Regions from separate parts of the Mus musculus genome. Here regions 2, 3 and 4 are each linked to region 1. A link is a contact called in public HiChIP or PLAC-seq, Micro-C and promoter capture Hi-C data. All regions are on one chromosome and are shown on one strand. Each heading gives the region's core, a stretch centred on a gene start, on an enhancer-like site or on the middle of the called end of the contact. The rest is flanking DNA. Distances are from core to core; before and after follow the strand shown.

Region 1 (3,274 bases), core at 513-3,012:
ATATGAGCGTTTTACAACTGTTCCCTTTATCTGAAGCTGTGGGGATTAAACCTTTACACGCCCAGCGAGGGCGGAGGGGCAAGGGGCCCAGGACATCGTGCGGCCACCGAACAGCAAGATGAAGGATGCCCCAGCTGGGGAACAGAGAGGTACAGAACCCATCCCTTCCCAGTCTCTGAAGGATGAGACTACCAAGAGAAGTCTCTCCTACCCCTGCTCCAACTGGGATCGGCTCTGGGAATCACAGGACAGTTACACACACAGACACACACACAAAGCCTGGAAGGAGAGGCGCCCTGGGGGATCCCCACAAACTCCTTGCGTCTCTGTAGCCAGGTCACTCGAGGTGAAGCGCAAGGGCTCCATCCTTAGTGTCCTCAAGCTCTAAAAGTCAGGTTTCCTAGGAAATGAGAGCAATTGCTGCCGGGCTGAAAAGGAGCCCAGTTGGGTGGACTTCCAGCTCCCGGCGCGGCGGGAGCCCTCTCGAACTCACTCAAGCACACGGTCCCTCCCCCCACCCCCAATCCCGGAGGAAAAAAAACGCTCCCCTCTCTCTAAACCCTTAATAGGATTGGCGCCCAACTCTGTCCGCGCCGCTCCTCATCCATCACACACAGATCAAGTTGCAGTAGTGGATTTTTCAAATTCCTCAGCAAATATACTTGTTGAGAGATTGCTTGGGGGGTGTTAAGTGGGGGCTAGGATGAAAGCGAGGAGTAGGGGGAACCGATCCCTCGGCGAAGGATTACGCGTGGATCCATTCTGGAAGTCAAGGGGATCTGGAGACCTAGGATAAGAGAGAAAGGTAAGGAAGCCAGAACCGAGGTCCAGAGACTGGCGGCGGAGGGAAGGGGCAACAGGGTTCAACGAGAGGGAAAGAAGGAAGAAAGAAAAGACTGGCTCCTGGACGCGGACTCGCAGCGCGGAGAAGTAGAGTTGCAAGTTTCCAAGTGGCCGGCGGCGGTTGCAGCACACCGCACAGTCCCACAGGCGCGCTCCCAGCTGCCCATCTAAGGGAGCTTCGGCGCACCCCAGCCCCCACGTCGCCCCCAAACAGTTCCAGGCTCCAAGCGGTACCACCGGTCAAAGACCGGCCTACCCGAGCAACCCAAGAACAAGAAGCACTTCCCCTCAAGTGGAGGGCTGTGGTAATAAAATCGACCCCGGCCACGAGTTCTGATCCCCAAGATCCTCCTTAAGCCCTGCCGCTGCTGGACCAGGGCACTAATCAGGGTTGCCTTCTTTAGCCGGCCCCCCTAAAATCAGTGTCACGATCTCGATTCCGGTAAACGGATGAGAGACACTCCAAGACCGCCACAGCATCTCAGCCGAAGCTGGCCAGGCTAGGAAGTGCTTCGCCACCAAGAGTAAGGGGAGGAAAAAAAAAAAAAGAAAGAAAGAAAGAAAAGAAAAAAGGAAGGGTGGGAAGGCCAATGCAACTTTACCGAGGAGACAAAAGTTTGCCTCTAGCATGCAGGTGGCCTCTCGGGCGCCGGGCAGTGGTTGCAGGGCCCCATCCCAACTTGGCTGGAGTGGGGCTGCCGAGTGCGGGGGCTCCGGCTGCCGGGGCGGGGCTGGCCAGGCAGAGGAGGGGACCAAGGCGGGCGGGGGACTCGGGCAGTCCCTAAGGACACCAGGCCAGCAGCTCCGGGCGGCTGCGATGCTACGCACGACCCGTGCTCCTTCCTCTGGCTCCTCCTCGCCTTCCTCCGCGTCCTCTGTAGCCGCCGCCGCCGCCTCCCGCTCCTCCTCGAAGTCTCATTGATGAGAGGAGTTTGAAAAAAAGTCCGCGGAGCCGTGCTGCCTCGGCTGGCGAACGCCGGCACTCATGCAATCCATCAGCGTCTCTGGGATGGCGCAGCGCCCCCGCGCGCTGAGCTTGGGCAAACCCTGATCGTCGCGTCCTTAGCTTGCCCGCCCCGCCGCGTGCACCCTGCCTCTGAGGCTGGGGGTGGGGGGACACCACCCTGGAGGGGGATTGCCAGCGGGCGAACACAGACTCTCCCCCACCTCAGCTCCAGCAAGGAAAGCACCCCTTCGGAAAGTTCCAGCGGGGGACCAGAGAACCCAGGAGTTAGGGAGTGGGGGTGGGGGGTGACGACCCAGACGCCACTCTGGAGGAGAAGAGCTGGGACTATCGCAGATTCTTCCAACCCAGTTCGGAGGAAATAAAGCACCCCTACCAGAAAGTTCCAGCTACAGGAGCACACGCCAGTCTCAAACACTTTTTCTAAGGCGCCGGGTTGGGGGGTTGCTAACTCAAGTCAGATGAGCTCCGGAGCTCGGGCGCTGCGACTGCTGGTTTCAATATCTGAACTCCCCCTTTCTTCCCAACCCCCTCAGCCCTCCGCTGGTTGTTCCCAAAACTCCCGGATCCTCTGTGCGCCGTAGCAGAAGGAAGACACGTGGGTTGGGAAGCAAGACTGGATTCACGCAGGCCCTCGTCGCCCGGGCAGCTAGTGCAGGTGCCCGGGGTCCCAGGCGCCCCTCGCCATGGCTCGCTCACGCCGCCATCTGAGAGCACGCCGGCGACAAGTGACGCCAACCTTAGGCTTGCTGCTTATGTTTTGCAGTGAGAGGGGTCTTTCTTTCTTTCTTTCTTTCTTTCTTTCTTTCTTTCTTTCTTTCTTTCTTTCTTTTTCTTTTTCTTTTTCTTTTTTTTCTCTTTTTTTTTTAATCCCGGAGACTCCATTGAAGCTGCTGCAGCCAGATGGAAGTAATCAGAGGGAGAAGGAAGAATTAGGCTCACCGAAGTTGCAGGCCAAAGTGTAGATGAGGCTGTTCATGAAAGCATTTGCTTAAGTAGCCCCGGCTTTCCATACAGTCCAGAACTGTCCACTCCAAGAAGCAAGCAGGCAGCAAATGGCCGTGCCCTCCCAAGCCATGGGACTCAGCTTCCTCTCCTGGGCTCTGCTCTTAGAAAGCTGCCCGCGGGACTTCTTTATATTTCTTCCTGAGGTCTAGTTCCTTTGTATTGCTTAGCCTGCCATAGGGTATCCTCCTTTTAAAGGTGGAGTGACTGATGCCTGAGGACGCTTAGAAACTTGCCCACAATAATCTAAGGTCGGTCCATTTAAATAGAGGTGTCCTGTTGAGAATGTTGGTCACATCTCTTTCGAGCCCCTCCTTCTCAAAGCAAGAGAACCAAGCCTCCAGACCAATTCCACCCTGCCTTAGAGAAAGCTCCTTCTCAGCCCATGTTACTCACTGATTGGATCACTGTTGGTGGACGGCACAGTTTACACCGTGGGCTCTCCCTTAGCTTTATTTGTTT
Region 2 (3,274 bases), core at 424-2,923, 460 kb before region 1:
CAAGGTAGCCCGGGGCTCGAGTCTCGAGTCGAGCGGAAGGGACTTGTGCCCCAGATCAGGCCCGGGTAGCCTGCTTCCCTATGTACCGCAGTCTCAAGTTCCGCGTGATTGGATTGGGGCAGGCACTGTGATCCACTCACCAGAGGTCTTAGGGTCCCGTGGGGAGTCCCGTGTGGACCCTTGCGGGTGTTGGGCAAGACTCTGCTGGCAAGGTAGCCCGGGGCTCGAGTCTCGAGTCGAGCGGAAGGGACTTGTGCCCCAGATCAGGCCCGGGTAGCCTGCTTCCCTATGTACCGCAGTCTCAAGTTCCGCGCGATTGGATTGGGGCAGGCACTGTGGTCCACTCACCAGAGGTCTTAGGGTCCCGTGGGGAGTCCCGTGTGGACCCTTGCGGGTGTTGGGCAAGACTCTGCTGGCAAGGTAGCCCGGGGCTCGAGTCTCGAGTCGAGCGGAAGGGACTTGTGCCCCAGATCAGGCCCGGGTAGCCTGCTTCCCTATGTACCGCAGTCTCAAGTTCCGCGCGATTGGATTGGGGCAGGCACTGTGATCCACTCACCAGAGGTCTTAGGGTCCCGTGGGGAGTCCCGTGTGGACCCTTGCGGGTGTTGGGCAAGACTCTGCTGGCAAGGTAGCCCGGGGCTCGAGTCTCGAGTCGAGCGGAAGGCAGATGTTTATTTTTAAATTTTTAAACTAATTTATTCAATTGTGTGTGTGTGCGCGCATGCATGCGCATGTGTGGACACATACACACAGAGATCAGAGGACAATTTGCAAGAGTCACTTTTTGCCTGTGAGTTTTGGGGATTAAATTCAGGTCATTGAATTCAGTGGCAAGCGCCTTTCCCACTAAACCTTCTTGCCTGCCCAGAGGGTACTTTTTTTTTATTACGTATTTTCCTCAATTACATTTCCAATGCTATCCCAAAAGTCCCCCATACCCTTCCCCCCACTTCCCTACCCACCCATTCCCATTTTTCTGGCCCTGGCGTTCCCCTGTACTGGGGCATATAAAGTTTGCAAGTCCAATGGGCCTCCCTTTCCAGTGATGGCCAACTAGGCCATCTTTTGATACATATGCAGCTAGAGTCAAGAGCTCAGGGGTACTGGTTAGTTCATAATGTTGTTCCACCTATAGGGTTGCAGATCCCGTTAGCTCCTTGGGTACTTTCTCTAGCTCCTCCATTGGGAACCCTGTGATCCATCCAATAGCTGACTGTGAGCATCCACTTCTGTGTTTGCTAGGCCCCAGAGGGTACATTTTTTAAAGGCCTTATTGTGTGCTGCCTTTCAGGAAATTTTATTTGGTTCACCCTGAGCCTGTGTTAGAGTTAATGTTAGCAGGGCAAATGACAGGTTCCAAAACTGTATTAATAGTTGTAAAACCAAGCCTTCATTCTGGGATATTTGAAAGTCAAAGAAGGCTTTGAAGCATGCCTGGGCCGTGACTATTCCTGATTCTCCGTAGCTCATATTGGTGGAAGTGGGTACAGATGAGGAAGGTCTACTGTGGGTGGCCTATGTGAAGCAGGCCACCAACACAGAATCAAAGGAACAACTGGGATGAAGCATCATAAGTAGGGTCCACTTTCCACATTGGTTTTGCATGGCCCAGCAGAAACAGCTAGAGCACAGGGCTGGGAGGTGTTCCGAGAAGCTAGCACAGTGAGAGGTCATAGGCCAGACCCAGGGTCACAGTGGTGGCGACTGATGGCAGCAGGAAGCGGGGACGCAGGCAGCAGTGAATGCTGCCTGCCCCGGAATTGCTTTCTCACTCTTGGGATTAAAGATGGGGCTTAGGGATAAGTAAAGATAGTGAATGGTAACAAAGGGCCCACACCATCTGTTCTTCAAAGTACTGTCTGTGGAGGCAGTTACACTTGGCTGGGCTCCGGGGGGCGATGGGATGATGTCATGCGGAGGGCAGGTGCTTTATGTGTGAGTTTGCACAGTGCACAGTTGAGTGACAAGGAATCAGGATGTGCTTCTTGGCTCTGTTTGCAGTAAACTCTGCTCTCTTCTTGAGATTAGGCGTCTGTTTGAAATGGCTTTCCTCCAGACACATGACTGAAGAGCTTGAAGCCTGTTGTATGGGTGACCTCATCACCCAGAAGGTCAGGAACAAACACGGTTCTCCAGCTGACCTCAGAGAGCTCACAGCTTGGCAGACCTGTCCATGAAAGGATCAGGTGCTTTGGGCTCATCCCTGTGCTTGTTTTACATAAGAATGACTCAGGAACCCAAGCTTCAGGAAGTCTAGAAAGGACAGGGACTGACCATGAACTAGATGTTCCATCTTCACTTGATCTGCTGTATGGGGCTCATTCTAGAGAAACCCATGCCAGCCTCTCCAGATGCTGGGTCCTGAAGATGTCACCATGCATCAGTGCCTGCTCTCTTGGAGTTGACTGTCCAGCAAGCCCATGTTGAGTAGACTTGTGGTCCATGTAGAGGGGCTCTTGCATGCTGTGGGCCACTATTAAGTGACATTTCTTTTCCTCTCACACCTAGCATTCCATTCGAGCTCTGGCACTGAGAGTTTTACGGGAAATTCTGAGAAACCAGCCAGCAAGATTCAAAAACTATGCAGAACTGACGATCATGAAGACTCTGGAAGCCCACAAAGACTCCCACAAGGAGGTGAGCTAGCCCTGGTGGCCAAGTGCCAACAGAACTGGGTGGAAGAATGCAGGACCCAAAATGAAATTTCATGCTTATGAGTCTTTTCCTTTTAACTTGGTCTGGGTTGTTTGAGTAAAATTCCTACTGCTGACATTAGAGCTGAGAAACCACACACCTAAAATGCTCACAAAATCCACCTGCGGTTCCCAGGTCCCAGCACCTCTGCAGTCACTGGCCAGTAGCTTGCTGACATGTTGAACCTCTGTGGCTCCCTACTCTGGAGAGGTTAGGGGTGTACAGAATGTAAGGAGCTGTCCTCAAAACGTGACTCCAGGGTTGGAGACATGGTTTACTTACTTAGTGAAGTCCCTGCTATGAAAGCATGAAGACCTAATTGATTTCCAGAACCCACATTAAAAAGCCAGTGACAACTGTACTAGATAGGAAGAAACAAGCATATCCATAGGATTGCTAGCCTACTGAGCAAACCGAGCAAATGAGACCCTATCTCAAAGGGAGGGAGGGAGGGGGAGAGAGGGAGGGAGGGAGGAGAGAGAGAGAGAGAGAGAGAGAAAGAGAGAGAAAGAGAGAGAGAGAGGGAAGGACAGGGAGGGCAGGAAAGAAGAAGGAAGGATGGATGGACAAGATGGGAGTA
Region 3 (3,274 bases), core at 416-2,915, 430 kb before region 1:
GTCTCACCACCACACACACATGGTTCCCATAATAGTAACACTTCCCTCTGTCATCTTCTGCTTGTCCACTTGCCTGGCTAGAATGATAGGAGCCTCTGGAAGGGCTGGCTTCTTGACATTATCCTAGGGTGCTCTCCTTTTGAAAGCATGTCCCCGTTCTGGTCCCTGATGGAGAACTTAGTGCTCAGGATGTTGGTTACAGAATTCTTTAGTATCGGTATCTGGGAGAGCTGGGAAGGGAAGAGGTGATCACTTTCCAGTTTCTCCCATGAGAGCTCTAGGACTAAAATGGCCTTTGCATTGTCACACATCCACAGAGTTGGGTGTGATAGCTACAGGAATGTTGCCCAACCCCTGACACATGTGACCTCTAGGAGCATCAAGAGCAGCAGAGGTGGTCCCTGGAGAGGCAGACAGGGAGTATCCCAAGGGTTTCTCACAGAGCAGCAACCTGTGGCTGGAGACAGTGCAGAGCCAGCAAAGGAAGGGGGACTTGTGTGCCTATGCTTGCAGGCCCAGGAAGTCTTTATAGACTCATTCAATTAAGCAGAACGTATGCCTAATGAGGTCCTGAGACATCACCCTGTGGGTTCACCTCTAGGAACTGTGTACCTTTCTGCTTGCCCATCTACCCATGGCCTACTACTGTTCACATTCAGGCAGACTCGACTTTCCAAAAGCCAATTATAAAGAACATCCAAAATCTTAAAGGAGCAGAAAGGTGGCAGGCACAGCAGCACAGCACAGGTCCTTGCTGAGTTGCATAGCCAGACTCCCATTGTAGAAGAAAAAGAAATGACTCCTGCAAGCTGTTTACACTGCACACACACTAAGGCACAGTGTCCTTCCCACACACACCCACCCACCCACCCACCCACACACAGAGACTTAAAAACAACCCTATTAAAGGAAGTGGAAAGAGAATCTTACCTCCCGTTGCCTCCCGTGTTTCTGACACCTGGACACTTCATCCCATCTCCTAAACTCTTCTGCATGTCACACGAGCCCAGTTTGTCAAAGAAGGACTGTCACAAACCTGTCTGAAACTTTCTTTTCTGATGCTTCCTAGGCTCATCTGGACTCAGACTAAGGACTGATTCTGGGCTCTGAGTAAGAGGCCCAGGCATCTCTTTTAAGTTTATTTTTATTATTTTATTTTATATACTGTGCAGCAGAAGATGACCTTGAATTTTGGATCTTCCTGCCTCTACCAGTGCAGGGATTAGAGACCTGTTGTACCACACCTGGGCTTAGAGCTTTGTGTATGCTAGGTGACTTCATGTATGATATGCTCAGTGAGCTAGTCATGGAGTTAAAGACAAGTAAAAGCAACAGAGAAAAAAGGGTATAAGGTCAGTGTTCAGAGCGAGGAAAAACAAAAACGTTAAGGGGAGTGCTTAGGTGCTCCTGGCCACAATCTCGCCCTGAGCAACTGCCTTGGGCTCAGCGTGGAAGCTCAGAGGCCAGTAGGCCACAGCGAGAGTGGCTGTGTCCCCAGGGTCAGTAGCTAAGCAAGTGCCAGCTCCCAGAAAGGCACAGCTCCGGCAGGTGCGGCTCAGCGCCTCCCTCCGGCCGTGCTAGCCGTAGGGACGGCCCTGCAATAACCACGCCCCTAATGCCACGCCCACCTGACGGCCTATAAAAGGCGCCGGCCGCAGCCCACTCAGGTTCGAGTGGGTGCTGCTTAAAGGTGGACGGCGGCCAGGGTTGCCGCGTCCAGCTCGGTGCCACGCCCCGGCCGGTGCTGCGGAAGCCTCAGCCATGCTGTTCTGGCACACGCAGCCCGAACACTACAACCAGCACAACTCTGGCAGCTACTTGCGGTAAGACGTGGCAACACCTGCCTACGATCGGGGTCCGAGCGCTGACTAACCTCAGGCCTCCAGAGAAGGGCCCTCCGGGAGGCCCCTAGGGAATGGTCGGGGAAGAGGCGCACTGATGCCCGCGGGCTGCTTCTTCGAGGTTTCCTTGCCACTCGCTGTGTCCCCAGCCGGGTTTCGTCGCCTTTCCTCTCCCTTCCCCACTCCAATAGGAGAAATAAACTTGCCTCATCTATCAGGAGCTGGAGTGTCCCGGGAAGCCAGGCCCCGCCCGCTCTTTGCTCTTCTCGGCCCTTGGGCCCACAGGTGGATAGCGGGAGCAGGTCTGCGCTGCAGCCCTGAGGGCTCGGGCTTCAGGGGGTGGCTGCCCTTGCTCGGGGTCAACTTGGTATGGCCCCTAGAAATCTCCTCTTCTGTGGGGATTTCGCTAGCGCACTTTAAGGGAAGAGGGTCCCGCGGGATTTTGCAAAGTTCTCTGAACTCCCTCTTTTAGGAAATAGAACTTCCTCACCTCCCCAAATTGCTTTGGTGACTCCGGGATTCTTTGATTTTTTTATCCCCCTCGCTATGGTGCAGCTGGCTGCAGGGCTAATAGGCAGGCATTTCTTTTTCTGAACTCGCCAGAACCAGCTTCAACCTGTCTTTATTTCCATCCTAGTCACAGTTTATTATATGTGCCGTACTTAACCCAAAGTGTGTTTGATGTGGGCTCAAGAAGACATCCCAGGGGCTGTCAGCCCTAACTACAGACCCTTAAGTGCTTCTTTGGACCCCCCCCCCAAGTCTCCTCTTTTGGATTTCTTTGTTATTTGTACTTCCTGGCTTCTGATTCATGTATGTTCAGAACTCCTCTAGGAAGACATGCCCCTTCTTAGAAAGCCGAGGGTTGGCCAGGTTTCACTGGTGTATCTTCAGTTTTTTTTTTTTTTTCTTTTAAAAAATAACTCCAAACCATTGAAAATGGTAATCAAACTAGGGACATGAGACTGCAGATCCCGGTGGTGGTGTTGAGCCCACAGTTAAAATTGCTATAGAATAAATATATGCTAACTGTATTACACTCTATAGGGTTACCTGTGGTTTCTTTTGGATTGTTGTGAGTAGCCATTAGGTATTTAATCTCATCCTATCTTAAAAATGAAGTTGAAGGTGACCTTGAGCGGAAGTATTTGAAATCTAGTTGCATAAAACATTATCCTTGTTTGAGGCGTGGTGTGGTTTATGTATCTGTGCCTGAGATGGAAGTTTTGTGAGCCAACTCAGATACTTTTAAGATTTTGACTTAGCATGAAAGGAGGAAGGCAAACGTTGAGGTTGAGAGCCTGAGAGCCACTACAAAGCAGCACTGTTTCTTTGGGTGCTTTGAGGAAGCAATGGGTAAAGACCAACCATACTCCCCACTGGAAGCTGGTGTTGTTTTTGTTTTTTACCTTCAAGTAGTTTGACTTCCTTGC
Region 4 (3,274 bases), core at 547-3,046, 410 kb before region 1:
CATTCACTCTTAGACCCCAGACCATGGTCGGATGACACCCACAAGGATGGGTCTTCCCACCCCAGTTAGACTAACCTAGAAGGTACTCTGGTGTCTCAGACTTCGTCTCCTGGGTGGTTCTAGATCTGTCAAGTTGACATTCAGTATTCACCATCACACTGAGGGGTGTCAAAATGTCAGAGAGGATGCATGCCCAGTAAGATAATGACTGTTCCTCCTACCCGTGTCGTGTGGGGTATTAGCAGTCTGCTGAGTTTGTTCACTTATTGCTAAGCTGATGTGAGTCAGACTCTTATTTTTACTCACCATTTTTAAATCATTTCCGGGGGAATAAGGAAGATTCATGCTCTTCTCAGTTTGCCGGCTCCTTAGGGGGCTATGGTGGAATCGACTATGAGCAAGAAACTTGGGAAAGCTCTTCGGGGGAACAGGTAGGTGTTTTTCCTGGGACCTGTGGCTTTACCATTGATGTAGGAAGGACCTTCAGGGATACTGGCAAAATATCAAAGATTATATGAAAATTCATATTTTGGGCCAGCAGGGTAGTTCAAAAGATATAGGCGCTTGTGTTGTGCAGTTTTAAAAACACACTACAGCCTTTGCCCCAGAGCTGCGACCCTGCTACCAGCCCCTCTTGGCTCCTTCTTGTTTCTCCTGGCTTAGCTCTGGGATCCAGCTGCTAACACTGACCTGGTTTCTCTTTCCCACTGGAGGAGTTGTGTTACCGGCCCACTCCTGAGACCCTTGCATCCGTGGATAAAACACACACACACACACACACACACACACACACACACACACACACACACACACACACACACAGCTCTGTTACCTTTAGAATATGCCTCTAAAGGCACAAGTGCTGGGCACAGATACCTCCTGCCTGAAAATTCCTTGGCTCCTGCCCATAGCGGAGGCCACACGCCCAAGCTGCCCTGAGACCTTACATGACTACTGCTTTCTTCTCAGTCAAAGCATGTCAGAAAAGCCCACCACCCCTTTCCCTGCCTTTCCTTTTTCTCTGGGGACCTGGAAGTTCCAACTGTACCTTCTGTCCAGCAATTGCCCACCCTCTTCTTTATTGACAAGTCAAGAATCAATTGGAGAGCTAGACCCTAGCAACAGAACCTCCCCTTACATGCTTTTCATCATGCCTGAGTTCAATCCCAGAACATACATGGTATAGGGAGAGAACCCTGTCCCACAGGTTACCCTCTGACTGCCACCAGGAACCAGTAAAATGTTTTGTTGAAACTCAGCTGTGCTCTTTCCTGCTTGCGTGGTACTGAGATGCTTCCATATTCTAATGGCAGGGTCCTTGCCACTGGGACTTGTTACTGATTGTAGTTTCTACCTGAGCCTTCACAGGAACTTTGATACTGCCACAACCAATAGTGTGGGTTACTTTAAGGAAAAGAAGAAAAATGAGGTGTGTGTGTGTGTTTCACTACCCCTTCTGCCACTGTAAGATAGCAGGCAAAGCCAATAGAACCTAGACATTTGTTTTCTCCTTCTGGTGGTTTAGGCCCCTTTGGGCAGGCATGTTTCCAGTCATCCCATGGATGGAGGTATGGAGTCAGGCTGAACTTAAATTCTTCCAGAGAGTCCCCACGCCTCCTTGGCGGGACAGTACTTAGAGCCCTGGGATTGAAGAAGGAAGGGGTCAGCAGGGCTCAGCCACCCTTGTTTGAGAGAGTGGTGTGAGTCCTGACTCTGTTCTAGCCACTCCCAGGTCACCTTGGCTCCCTGGGCTGGGCTGGGAGTCACCAGCCAAGGGCTAGTTTACATCACAAAGTGACCTGGGGCTCTTTCCTGGCTTTCCTTTGGCAGGCCTTTAACAATCTGAAGTAGAGGGCTGGGCGGGCAAGTCTTCCCAGGGAATTTCCTTGAGGCTGTTTTCTGGTGTCACCTGACTGCCCTTTGCTTATCTACTTCCTTCTGCCAGGCTGGGATCCTCGGACCTCCCAGACTGCACCAGATTCCTTGCTAGGCAGTCACCCCTCCAAGTCTTAGAGTGTCAGAGTTGCAAGAGACAAACCTGGGTGGGAGACCCCACAAAGACAATGGTTCCCCACTGTCTTTTTATGGTATATGATTATGATTTACGGTGTGAAGATGTAATGCATGCTTTAAAGTATTGGTTCAGGTTTAAAAAGTGACTTGATTGGCTGAGACCTCGAGTGGCTACCAAGTTGGTTGGTAGAGTGTTCACCTACCCTGAACAAAGCCTGGGGTTTGCCCTCAGTATCCCATAACCCCTTAAACTGAGGGCGGTGGTGTCTGTGACCTGTAATCAAATGCCCTGGAGCTGGAGCAGGAGGATCATTCATTCTCCAGGTCATTATCAGGTGAGGACCCTGTGTCAGAAACAAAGCAACCCCACTTTTGTTTCATAGCTCTGAAATAAAAATTCTCATTTCCAGTAATGATTTTCTCCTCTCCATTATCAAATAATTGCTTAGTTGAAAAGATCTTAATACAGACATGTTGTAAGATTCTTGTGATAGCCTTAAGTACAAGCCTTCCAGATAGAAAAGGTGAAAAAGAATCACACATAACAGCCTGGCCCTTTCACCCTTTGTGTGTTTGAGTTTGTCTGGGGAACGAACCTCTGTGAGTCTCCACCTTAATCCAGTGGGGCTCCTGGTTTCTAGTTCTGCTGTTGGCTAGTTGAGAGACCTTGCTTGTCAAATCAATATCCCAGTAGTCTCCAGCACCACTGTGTTCCCATGAGTGAAGCTGCTCGTTAATGCTCTCCAGAGGAAATCCCCGGGCCTTGCTGCACTTTGCTTGGAGTTTCTGTCATGGTCACTCCTTCCTTCCCTTGACCACAGACACTCTATCTATTCTTCAGAGTTCTCTCCCATGCCACCTGCATGTGCCAGCCTGTTTCAGATGCCCTGTCCATTGTCAGGGTGGACCTAGCCTTCCCATCTCCTAGTCTACTAAGGAATTATTAATTCTGCTTCATCCTGTCCCTCTTTTGCTGACTGATACTCTTTCAGAGGACCCAGCACCCATAAAAGAGCCACACAACAGCCTATAGCTCCAGTTCCAGTGGCCCTAACACCCTCTATTGGCCTCTGCAGGCATGCACACATGCACCCATAGATTTGAAAATTTTAAATTAAATCTAAAAGAAAAAAGAACTGGCTCTGGTATTCCCAGTACAGAGAAGGTAAAGACTGCTAGGTCCCTGGGGTTTGCTGGCTTATCAGTCTAGCTGGACTGGTGAACTCTTATCTCAAAAAGTATGGTGGAAAACCAGGCATGA

Evidence for each region. Promoter capture Hi-C pulls out the DNA fragments that hold promoters and counts their contacts. A called contact is a pair of places that touch in the nucleus more often than the background predicts. HiChIP or PLAC-seq counts read pairs in DNA pulled down with a chosen protein or histone mark.
Region 2: a promoter capture Hi-C map of hippocampal neurons shows a contact between it and region 1, with 2.6 times the contacts expected there. The contact joins the enhancer-like site here to the promoter of Gli2 in region 1. A contact is called at or near these places in 4 of 39 promoter capture datasets (hippocampal neurons, liver, stem cell-derived epiblast-like cells and 1 more) and 4 of 115 datasets of contacts at active chromatin or transcription factors (craniofacial prominence, embryonic forebrain, embryonic stem cells and 1 more).
Region 3: an H3K4me3 HiChIP or PLAC-seq map of embryonic stem cells shows a contact between it and region 1, with 8 times the contacts expected there. The contact joins the promoter of Tfcp2l1 here to the promoter of Gli2 in region 1. A contact is called at or near these places in 8 of 39 promoter capture datasets (the 3T3-L1 cell line, cranial neural crest, embryonic stem cells and 4 more), 4 of 484 Hi-C or Micro-C datasets (all in embryonic stem cells), 11 of 115 datasets of contacts at active chromatin or transcription factors (astrocytes, embryonic forebrain, embryonic midbrain and 1 more) and 2 of 9 other capture datasets (embryonic stem cells and liver).
Region 4: a contact with region 1 is called in a Micro-C map of embryonic stem cells, with 2.1 times the contacts expected there. The contact joins the enhancer-like site here to the promoter of Gli2 in region 1. A contact is called at or near these places in 7 of 39 promoter capture datasets (the 3T3-L1 cell line, cranial neural crest, hippocampal neurons and 3 more), 3 of 484 Hi-C or Micro-C datasets (all in embryonic stem cells) and 7 of 115 datasets of contacts at active chromatin or transcription factors (astrocytes, embryonic forebrain, embryonic stem cells and 1 more).

What each region holds. Positions count from the first base shown.
Region 1 is chr1:119,051,857-119,055,130 of GRCm38.p6, forward strand. Gli2 (GLI-Kruppel family member GLI2) reads right to left here and starts at 1,763. Exons shown (of 14, transcript NM_001081125.1): 1 at 1,446-1,763.
Region 2 is chr1:118,587,913-118,591,186 of GRCm38.p6, forward strand. It overlaps Clasp1 (CLIP associating protein 1), which reads left to right. Exons shown (of 43, transcript NM_001359328.1): 40 at 2,509-2,637. Among named protein-coding and RNA genes, the nearest start is that of Tfcp2l1, 38 kb to the right of the region's middle. Within about 2 kb of position 1,674, at least 22 of the 459 cell types and tissues checked have an H3K27ac peak or open chromatin away from gene starts, as enhancers often do. A contact at or near this core is called in embryonic stem cells, hippocampal neurons and liver, where this site is marked.
Region 3 is chr1:118,626,280-118,629,553 of GRCm38.p6, forward strand. Tfcp2l1 (transcription factor CP2-like 1) reads left to right here and starts at 1,666. Exons shown (of 15, transcript NM_023755.2): 1 at 1,666-1,823. The coding sequence starts at 1,762.
Region 4 is chr1:118,646,400-118,649,673 of GRCm38.p6, forward strand. All of the region lies in intron 2 of Tfcp2l1 (transcription factor CP2-like 1), which reads left to right. Among named protein-coding and RNA genes, the nearest start is that of Tfcp2l1, 20 kb to the left of the region's middle. Within about 2 kb of position 1,797, at least 44 of the 459 cell types and tissues checked have an H3K27ac peak or open chromatin away from gene starts, as enhancers often do. A contact at or near this core is called in embryonic stem cells and stem cell-derived epiblast-like cells, where this site is marked.